Linked DNA regions of Sus scrofa: region 2 is linked to region 1. The links are chromatin contacts, called in public HiChIP or PLAC-seq maps. All regions are on one chromosome and are shown on one strand. The core of a region is the stretch at or near the end of the contact, and the rest is flanking DNA. Distances in the headings are between cores, read along the strand shown. Region 1 overlaps RORA (nuclear receptor ROR-alpha). Region 2 overlaps RORA (nuclear receptor ROR-alpha).

Evidence for each region. HiChIP or PLAC-seq counts read pairs in DNA pulled down with a chosen protein or histone mark.
Region 2: a contact with region 1 is called in an H3K27ac HiChIP or PLAC-seq map of skeletal muscle. The contact joins two enhancer-like sites. A contact is called at or near these places in 1 of 47 Hi-C or Micro-C datasets (heart right ventricle) and 1 of 2 datasets of contacts at active chromatin or transcription factors (skeletal muscle).

What each region holds. Positions count from the first base shown.
Region 1 is chr1:111,036,355-111,040,974 of Sscrofa11.1, forward strand. All of the region lies in intron 1 of RORA (nuclear receptor ROR-alpha), which reads left to right. Among named protein-coding and RNA genes, the nearest start is that of RORA, 320 kb to the left of the region's middle. Within about 2 kb of position 2,692, at least 6 of the 83 cell types and tissues checked have an H3K27ac peak or open chromatin away from gene starts, as enhancers often do. A contact at or near this core is called in skeletal muscle, where this site is marked.
Region 2 is chr1:111,215,379-111,220,242 of Sscrofa11.1, forward strand. The region is part of intron 1 of RORA (nuclear receptor ROR-alpha); the gene reads left to right. Among named protein-coding and RNA genes, the nearest start is that of ICE2, 270 kb to the right of the region's middle. Within about 2 kb of position 1,368, at least 22 of the 83 cell types and tissues checked have an H3K27ac peak or open chromatin away from gene starts, as enhancers often do. A contact at or near this core is called in skeletal muscle, where this site is marked.

The sequences.
Region 1 (4,620 bases), core at 1,442-3,941:
CTCTTCTGGATATAATGCTTTGTGGGGCAAGATGGTGTTTCTGGCTGATAAAGGGAAACTGTCTCTCATTTCTTTTCCCTAAAACTGAAATTTTCTCCTCTTGCACGTCTCATGTGAATAGAGCTGGAGGGCATGGTACGTTCTGGAAGCTTTTATTTCCTGTGTCATTGAACTCCAAAGTTTGAGATTACTATTTATTTATATGTATGATAAGTTGGTAGCCCCACCTCCACCCAGAAATTTTATGATGAAAGCACACGTACCAAAAGATCAAAACAGGAGTCCCCACTGTGGCACAGTGGGCTAAGAAACTGACTGCAGCAGTTTGGCTCATTGTGGAGGCACACGTTCGATCCCTGGCCAGGGAACTTCCATGTGCTGTGGCCATAAAATTTAAAAAAAAGATCAAAGCAATTTACCTAACGTAAAACGCAGGTATCGAGTGAAAGAGAGGAAAGGAAAATTATAGTGAAAACTCCTCCCTGAGGAAAATGTGAGCAAAGGAGCCCACAATGTAGCTCTGAGCCTCCTGGCAGCCAGGAGAAAAGGGAAATCATTGTGGGCTGGAGTGTTGCCTTTATCTCGTGGTAGGAGGCAGTTCAGTTCAGGAGGAGCAAAGGTCTGTCTGCTCTTGAGTCTTTACATTAGGTTACTTAAAAAGGCAAGGAAAAAAAATGATCTCAGAGCAGCGTTAATCATGGATGCAGAGACACGCCCCATCCAGCTATTATTTTTTAGTCTGGTCTGTTTGACAGCATCAACAACTCCTCCCTTGAGACAGAGTTGCATCGTGGAAAATCACCTGGCAGTGACGGGTGTGCACTCCAGGCCTGGCCCTGCCATTTATCTGCTGTGTGTCTTTGGCCCACACATTCACCTTCTCTGGGCCCTGGGTTTCTTCTCTGAGTGAGGGCGCCCTTACCATTCTAAGCAGTGCTTCTCTTTTTCTGCAGGTGACCGGTGGGGAAGCATCCAAGGGCTGGGAACTGTCACGTTGGGTGGGTTTCTCTTCCCCATGCCTCCCTCTTACAAACAATAAGAGCAGCCTCAGAGGTGTCAGCTGAAGGGGATGCAGAGGAATGGGCAAGGAGGACACTGCTGCCCAGAAAACCAGACCTGGGATTATTTTTGTTTTAGGTGGGAGAGGAGAGGGGTAGGGTGGTGCATGCCCAGTACATGTTGTATGAGCCGCATGCCTTTCATAGCATCCCTAATATGTAGAATCCACCATCTCCTCTCCTGGTGTCCTTTCTCCAACTTATATCCCCTGGTCCCATACAGCACATGACCATTCAGGCAGTAATTCAGCCCCATGATGCCTCTGCGCCGTCAGCCCAAGCAAAGGTTCTCTGAGTTTCATCACTCACTGCTTCACAGGTTGGTATTTCCCTCCTGTGCCCTGGCTTAGAGGCGAGCCTGGAATGGCTCAGCGCTTGCACCCTAAAGCTCACACATCTCTTTCTGCCCCCTCCCTATCACCAGGGCACCCCAGTCATGCCCACAAACAGGATAAACCTGCACAACTGCATCGTCGCCTGCCAGAAGAAGATGAGAAAAATATTCCTGGTATCTCTGAGGTTCCTGCCTTTTCAATTGCAATGCAAAGGTGAAGTCCCTCATAATTTATGACCTCTCTTACAAGGCCTCAACTTCACATGTCACTAATGGGGAATTCCAGGGTAGCCAGTTGTTGGTGAACATACACCTCCAAAGTGCCTAGTTTCTACCTGGCAATTCCGATGATAATTACCATGAAATTATATAACTGCAAATTATCCTGCCATGTGAGTGGCATAAATATGTTCCTTCCCTGTGACAATCATTTTAAATGACAGGGCTAGCTAATGAGTAGCCATTGGAAATTCACCAGTGAGCTACCCAGGCAGTAACTTTCTCCTGAAGAGGGAAGATGGAGTTTGTTCTGCCTGGCTTGATGAAGGCCTCCGTGGAGACCTTGATGGGCCCTGTTCTTTCTGTTCTCCTGGTCCCTCCTCTTTGAATCTGGAAAGTGAGTCTCTGTGGAGTTGGCAGCAAGTACTTCTTAGAATGAAAGCAGAATTTGGCTTCCAAAGAGGATGAGTCTGGGCTTAGCCCTTGACGTGTTGTGTGATTTGAGGATGGTGCTTAATCCCTCTGAGCCTCGGTTTCCTCCTGGGTAAAATGAGAGTGATGTCGGATGCTGGGGGCACACACCCCCTAGGCTTGTTGTGAGGATTAGTTGGGGTTAGGCACATGGAGGGTGCAGTAAACCCTCGGCCATCTCCAAGGTTATCCTTGACCAGGGCCAGGAGGAAAACCCCACTTCTCAGGCCGTTCAGCTTCTGCCCTCTGAGGGCTGGGTCTGGTTCAGCTGGGTGTGAAGCATGGTCAAAGCAGAGACACAGTCATGCTGGTCACGCTTTGTCACTTGAGGGTGGCACGTTGAACCCAGCTCTGAACTTGGGCTATTTTTTTCTAAAGGGGGATTATAACTCTCATTTCCATGAGGAAATAAGGGGCTATACTTCAGATGCATGAGAGGAAGAGATTACACCCAAAGAAATTTAACTCCTGAGAGATTATGTTCTCAACCCTTGCCTTTAGCTGAGAAATACATCGGCCAAAAGCCAACAGTCTAGTAACCACTCCAGCTGTGTCACAGGAGGGCTTTGGTCTGGCAGCCAGAGCTGCCGCACAGCCACTTTTCCTACTTTCTCCCAGCGAGCTCTTCTTCTGGGTGCCCGGCTCAGGCAGGAACATCCCCTGAGGGAGAAAGTGGGACAGCATCCAGGAATTTCCTAGGAGTGTCTAACGCGAGACTCAGAGGACTTTCAAATAGAATCTGGCCAAGAAAGGCCACTTTCCTTAAGGCAGCAGATGAATGCTGCTACTCAGCTTGCTTTTCAACACACGTGAGGACTGCACCTTGACAAAAAGAAAGCTGCCTTTTGCAAATGATAGATTTATAGTCCAAAGTACTGCTAACTTGTAACCATAGTAACAAACAAAGCTATTACCTAAAATGGCTTCACCATGTGAAAGCAACAATTATATTAACCAAATTGGGGGTGGGTGGGGGGAGAAGGAAGTCTGATCAATGTGGAAGGGCCCAGAAAATTGGATTGAAAATGCATGACATTTTCCTAAATTACCCCTCTTTGGGGGAGGGGCCGGGATTCCAAGAATGAGGAGCGGTGATCGAGTTGGGCGCAGGCCCCACCAGGTGGCAGCATCTAGAAGTCGTTGAAGCAGCTCTTCCGTTGGTTTTTGGGCTCCGGAAGCCGGCTTAATACTTCAAGGCTTGATTTTTCAAGCACCAACCCCTCCCATCATCAATTCAGTGGGGACTTTCCCTGTCAACACTAACAATGTGGAAATGGCCCAAATTAGACTTTATTAAAGAGCGTGTCGATTGAGAAGTATTCTCGTTGCAGTAAACAGTGTGAGCTTAAACAGAACATCAGCGTGAGCTGATGAAGCCCTTGAATGGATGGTATAGATCAGGGCGTCCCATGGACTTAACTCTTAGTCTCTACCCAGATCCGTCCCTCTAAACTCTTTGTGCTGAGACATAGTCACACATTTGAATCATCTGGGAGGCTTTAAAACATTCTGATGCCTGGAGCCCACCCTCAGCATTTCTGATTAGTTGTATTAGGTATAGCCTGGGCATTGAGACTTTAAAAAAAATCCTCCAAGTGATTTAAATGATGTTTGCAAGGGTCAGACGGATAGGAAGCTATGTATTAAGATGGAGGTGACAGGAATTACTCACAGTTGGCATCTTTAGGAGCAGAAGGAATTGGAGACTGACTTTCTCATCGACTGCTTTCACTTGAGTTTGGCGATTGGTCTCTGTTTAATTATTGTACCTAGAAAATACCAGCTAAATAGCACAGAAAGTATCATCCTGAGGTTTCAGATTGCAGGCACATTGGCCATAGAATGTCAAGGAACCTGCCCTTGTTTCTCATCAACTGTAAATCTCAGCGTAGATGCCTCCAGTAAAATCCCTGACCAGTCAGATCTGTTCCTTTACAAGGCCAGGAAAATTACACAACACAGACACATCTGAGGGCATCTGAATATCTAGCTAGATCTTGTGTAATTGACCCAATCAGTCAAACAACACACACACACAGACACACACACACACACACACACACACACACACACACACACACACACAGACAGGGACAGCCCTGGGAAAAACATCAAGTAGGCAAAACTGCCTTTCTTCCCTGGCTCCTCCCTCCCGCAATTCCCACCCTTTTTCTCCTTTCACTCAGTTTTAGATGTGACATCATGGTGAATGAAAGAATGGATTAATCAGAGAAAGACACCCCTCAATCCCTTCATGGACAGAGCGTTCATCATGCAATAGACCAAACAGAGCTTTATTTCATTCCTTTCACAGCGTATTTGTCTGGAATCCATTATTATCTCTGTTTTATAAAAGAAGAAACCAAAGCTTCAAGAAGCTAAATATCTTGGGCTTGGCCACATAGCTAGTAAGTGGCAGAAGGGGATTTGAACCCACATCCCTGTGAGCTGGAAGACTTAATCCTACCTTATGCTGTTTCCTCCTCTGAGAGCCGAAGGTTTCCTCTGGCTTCTTTGTCCCAAAGGGAGCTGCTAGCC
Region 2 (4,864 bases), core at 118-2,617, 180 kb after region 1:
CCATTCACAATTGAGCCTGGGGCTTCGTTCACTGGAGTTAATTAGTGAGTTTGTGCTCACTAGTCGATTCAGACTCCTTTGCTATAGAATTCGATTTCTCCTCTCTGGAAACAGAGTCCCTCATTCCACAAACTTAATTCAAGTGGGCAATCCACAGTATAAAGTTAAAATAATAATCCGAATTATTTTTGCAACGCCACCAAGGGAGGTTTTTAGGACCACATGTTGGAGATGGTCTAGTAGGTTTAAGTGTCCAGTTAATTGTACCACCCTCCATTTCATCTTGTCTGTCCACACGTAGACTTAGTGAGAAATAGTCACGCACAGTGAACCCAAGCCTGAAATCTTTACCTCTTCCGGAAAGCCACTAGAAGCTTCTCTCTCCTTGAGTTTCTGTTTCAAAAGGTTTCAGTTTTCTCTTGGGAAAGGCTACCAGGAGTCTGGATCACTGATCATAGGTAGTTTAAGGTCAGAATGTTTTCTCTCTCCCCCCTTCCAACTTTTAACCATGTTTATACAGAGAGTTCTAAGCCTAGAATTTATGATTCTCAAGGCTCATAAACCACTCTCCACCCACCATAGAGTTGTAAGCTGTGACTGTGCACAGCTGCAAGGCATACCTGCCATGTTCAGCATCTGAAAAGCTACATACAACTGGGCGGCAAGCTGGAAAATCAAACTTCCATTCATTAAAAAAAAATAATAATAAAATAAAATAAATGCACATGGCCCACCACCCCGACAGCTGGCAGCCTATATTTTTCCAGCTGGGTTTTAGCTTAACACCTTTTGGGATGTTGTCCTCCAAAAGGATATATTTGTGCTTTTCACATCTGACTTTTGGTTTTTAAAAAATGGAGCCCAGAGACTGTGTTGGACACATACTTCTAAATCCATGAAGGCTTAGTCTACAGAAGCCACAGGAAATACTATGATATTTTGGAAAAGGTCGAGTTTCATAGATTCTGTAAGGCACTCAGCAGTTGTAATTATTTCTTTTATTTAAAAGCCCTCCAGATATTTTTTTCCAGAGGGTCTCTGCAATTGAGGGCAGCAGACATTTTTTTCATACTGTACATTCTTTTTGGCCAAGTGCTGGAAATACACAGGAAATAAAGTGGTTTTGGAAGATCCAGCAGAGGCCAGGCCAAGGCATGAAGTCACCGAAACGAAATGGGAAATCTCCAAATCAGCAGCATCAGGTTTTGGCTGCCTTTGTTCCCCTCCTTGTGCAGGAGGGAAAAAATGAACAGGTGAACACACTGATCTGTTGTGTGCTAACAGAAACCAAATGTCACTACGTCCACAGGCCCGGCTCAGCAGCTGGAATCGCTCAAGAGCTTGAGACACAGGCCGACAAGACAGATGCATCGAGGCGGCCAGGAAAGTGGAATGAGTTGCCTGTGTCTTAATTCAAGGTCTTGGTGCTGCTTTGGGCCCTGATTCCTGCTGGCCTGGCTCAGGGCGAGGGCAGAACTGGCCAGGCCGAGGCAAAGAAAAGCAGGCCAGCTCCTTGTCGCACCAGCCTCTGGGCCGCCTCTCAGGAAAATCCGTTGCAAGGACTCTTGCCTTAAACCAAGGAGAGAATGAGCCAGGCCTTTGGTCTCAGCTACTAAAAACAACAAGGCAGGATCAGATTCTGAGGCAGCAGGTAGACATGTGTCTGGCTTCCTTTCCATAGGGAGGTACAGCTCTTTGGAGGAACAGAGACATACAGGGAGAGACCTCCATGAGGGGCGGGCCCCTGGCTCTCGCCAAGCCATTGCCTCCGCGGTTGGTTGGATGGGATTCCATTGGAATCCTGGAAAGCAGAGAAAACTCCCCTGGAAACAAACTTGGATTGTGCAAGGCCCTCACTCGTCACTGTCTCATTCAGATTCTTTGGGGCTGCTTTGGGCTGAGTAGGGTTAATTTTGAGCAGAAAGGGAAAGAACTGCAGCCAGCATGAATGAAGTGCTCCCAGGACAAGTCACAAAATGGCCTTTCAGAGAACTCTGTCCATTGAGAGGGGAGCCAGCGGGTGAAGTCACCATCAGCACAGGGCGTGGTGGCTGAGCACAGGCTGGATTCAACAGAATCCTGGCCTGGGCCCATCACGCCCTCCAGCATTTCCATTTAATCAGTGGTGGAGGCCCTGGGTGAAATGAGGTAGGGAAGTTGTGCAGTTCCCAGTAGATTTCCAAGGACTGAGTTTATTCCTCCCTGGCTCCCAAGACAGAGGACATACCAGGAAGGGGTAGAGAGGACTTGCTTATAGCCCTGGGCAGAATCAGTCCTGGCCCCATGCCAGCTGCCATTGTTATCATTAGTTACAGTAAGTAAGTCACTGAATATGCTGCCATATAAGAGGTCATACCAAGGGATGATGTGGGTAGCTCTTTACAGGTCACAGAGTATGCTCATACGTACTTATTTGATCCTCCCAGAAGCCCAAGGTGCAGGCAGGTGTCACCACCATTGCTCACGGTGTAACGTGAGGACACAGAATTCAGGGAGTGACGTGTCCTGGGTCACACAGCTAGTAGGATAGTGAACCAGGACTCGAATTCAGCCTCCTACCTGAGAGCTTTTAGATGCCTCCTGGGGTATAACCAGATCAGCTACATGGATATGGATCCCTGCCCTCTGGAAACTGAGAGCTCAAGGCAAACAACACAGGTTTTTAGATGTAACCCGTATAAAACGAAGCTGCCTTGTGTCCCCAGTGTTAGCACAGTGTCACTTCCAAAGAAGCACATATTTACTTCCAAAAAAAATTTTATAGCAATTTGCATCTTTATTATAGTTTTTCAGAAAATGCTAGAGGAAGGATTTCATCTATAAACTTATAGCAGGAGTTCCCGTCTTGGCACAGTGGTTAGCGAATCTGACTAGGACCCATGAGGTTGCGGGTTCGATCCCTGGCCTTGCTCTGTGGGTTAAGGATCCGGCGTTGCCATGAGCTGTGGTATAGACACGGCTCGGATCCCATGTTGCTGTGACTCTGGCATAGGCCAGCAGCTACAGCTCCGATTAGACCTCTGGCCTGGGAACCTCCATATGCCATGGGAAGCAGCCCTAGAAAAGGCAAAAAAAAAAGACAAAAGAAAAAAAAAAGCTTACAGAAGATTTCCTGAAAAATCTCTTAATCTAGCTCCCCAAAATGCCACCCATCACCAACAACTATCCTAATCACTCCCCTTCCTCAAAAAAGTTAAGAATCAGTAGCTTCTGATTCTTAACTTTTCCTGACCTACCTCTTACCTTCCAAACCTATCATTACATCTTCTATGGGTCTGGTTTCACGAGTGTGAACCAGTCAAACAGTCTCAGCTCCTTTTGGTCTCCTTCATCCTCAGTCCATTACTCTCATTGGAATAATCAGGCCCAGGATTACATTGAACTGAGGTTATCTTCTCCGTGGAGGGCAGGAGGGAGACAGAGGCTGTGACTCTTATTTTCCTGGTCACACATGCATGACATGGAGACCTTTAAGCCAAAGCAGGAGGTGCATAAGCTGTGTCTGGCAGGACTTCCCACTAGATTTGGGCTTACAATCAGACTCATGCCAAATAATATTGGGCAGGAGGATGGGCAGATTTGCTCACTAGGCTTACTTACACTTCTTTTGTCAACATCAGTCACCCTTTACACAAGCCAATGTTTCCCACCCTTGCTAGACTCAGCAAAGTGATAGCAGGATTGAAGTTCACTCATCTTCCACTTCACAGTAGGTATCTTACTTCTGTTTGCTGTTTTCTTATGACAGTCTTAGTCAAGCTTAAGTTTTCTGCCTAAGCATAAAAATCATCTTTTCAGGGTAGGCCTGTAAAAGGATGGATTAATGAGTAGCAACTTGCTCTTTGCTGTGTTAATTATCCTTGTCTTTGTCTGTGTGCTAGAGACACTATAGGTCAAGAGTAAATGCAGTCAGGGAAAGAGGTGGATCATGTAAAAAGTTACCTCTGTGTAGTGGGGTTTGTGTGATTTGTTTACATTCTTCAGGTAAGTTTCTGCATTTCCAAATCTGTTTAGTGTGATCATCTGACATTCTTAGAATTAAAGTTACTTTCACTTTTAAAAGAATAAGAGCATTCTTTCACTGGGAAGGGTAGCAGAGAAGGGACACCTAGCAGAGTAGGGACACTTAGCAACTTGAGGGCTGTTGGAGACAATAATTCTTGGAGATATATACATTTCATAGGTATATAAATATATGGGTATATATTTAATATGTGTATGTATGTGTGTATATATAGATATATATAGATTTTTTTTTTCCTCCCCGTTGGGGCCATCGGGATCATTTGCATTTCTCCCTAATCAATCTAGAATGGCTTCCTAGAGGAGGTTGGATTTAGGAGTTACATAAATGCTGTGAGAGAAACTTTTGTTCAGCTGTGGGGGAGGGAACTAGAAGGCAGCATTCTGAGGAAGCTTGGCAAGGGGTGGCATGTTGGTTCCCCAGGAGATTTGCACAGTTGGTCTGAGCATGTGGAGGTGGGGTCAGCTGTGGCCATGCAGGAAGTGGGGAAAGCAAGCCTCCTATGGGAATAAGGAAGAGGAGAAGTGAAGAAGAAGGGCCCCAAGGTTCTAAAGATGAGACTGGAGGGAGAGGGCTAGATCCCCAGAGCCAAGGGCATGGAGCTCCTGAGGTAGGTGAAGCTTGGCTCCCAGGTCTCTGCATAGATGAGATACTGGCACCTGCTCTGCTGAATCAGGGGGCCGTTTGCTCTGTGCCCTGGGTGTAAACCTCCACGTTTCCAGGAGCAGACTGGGAAGAAATCACAGCTGTCTCAGTCCTGGAATGCTGCCCTGTGAGCAATGTTGTTAAGAATTTTCAGTCACCCTATGCCTTATTCCATTCTTTGAAAGGTCTCACCCC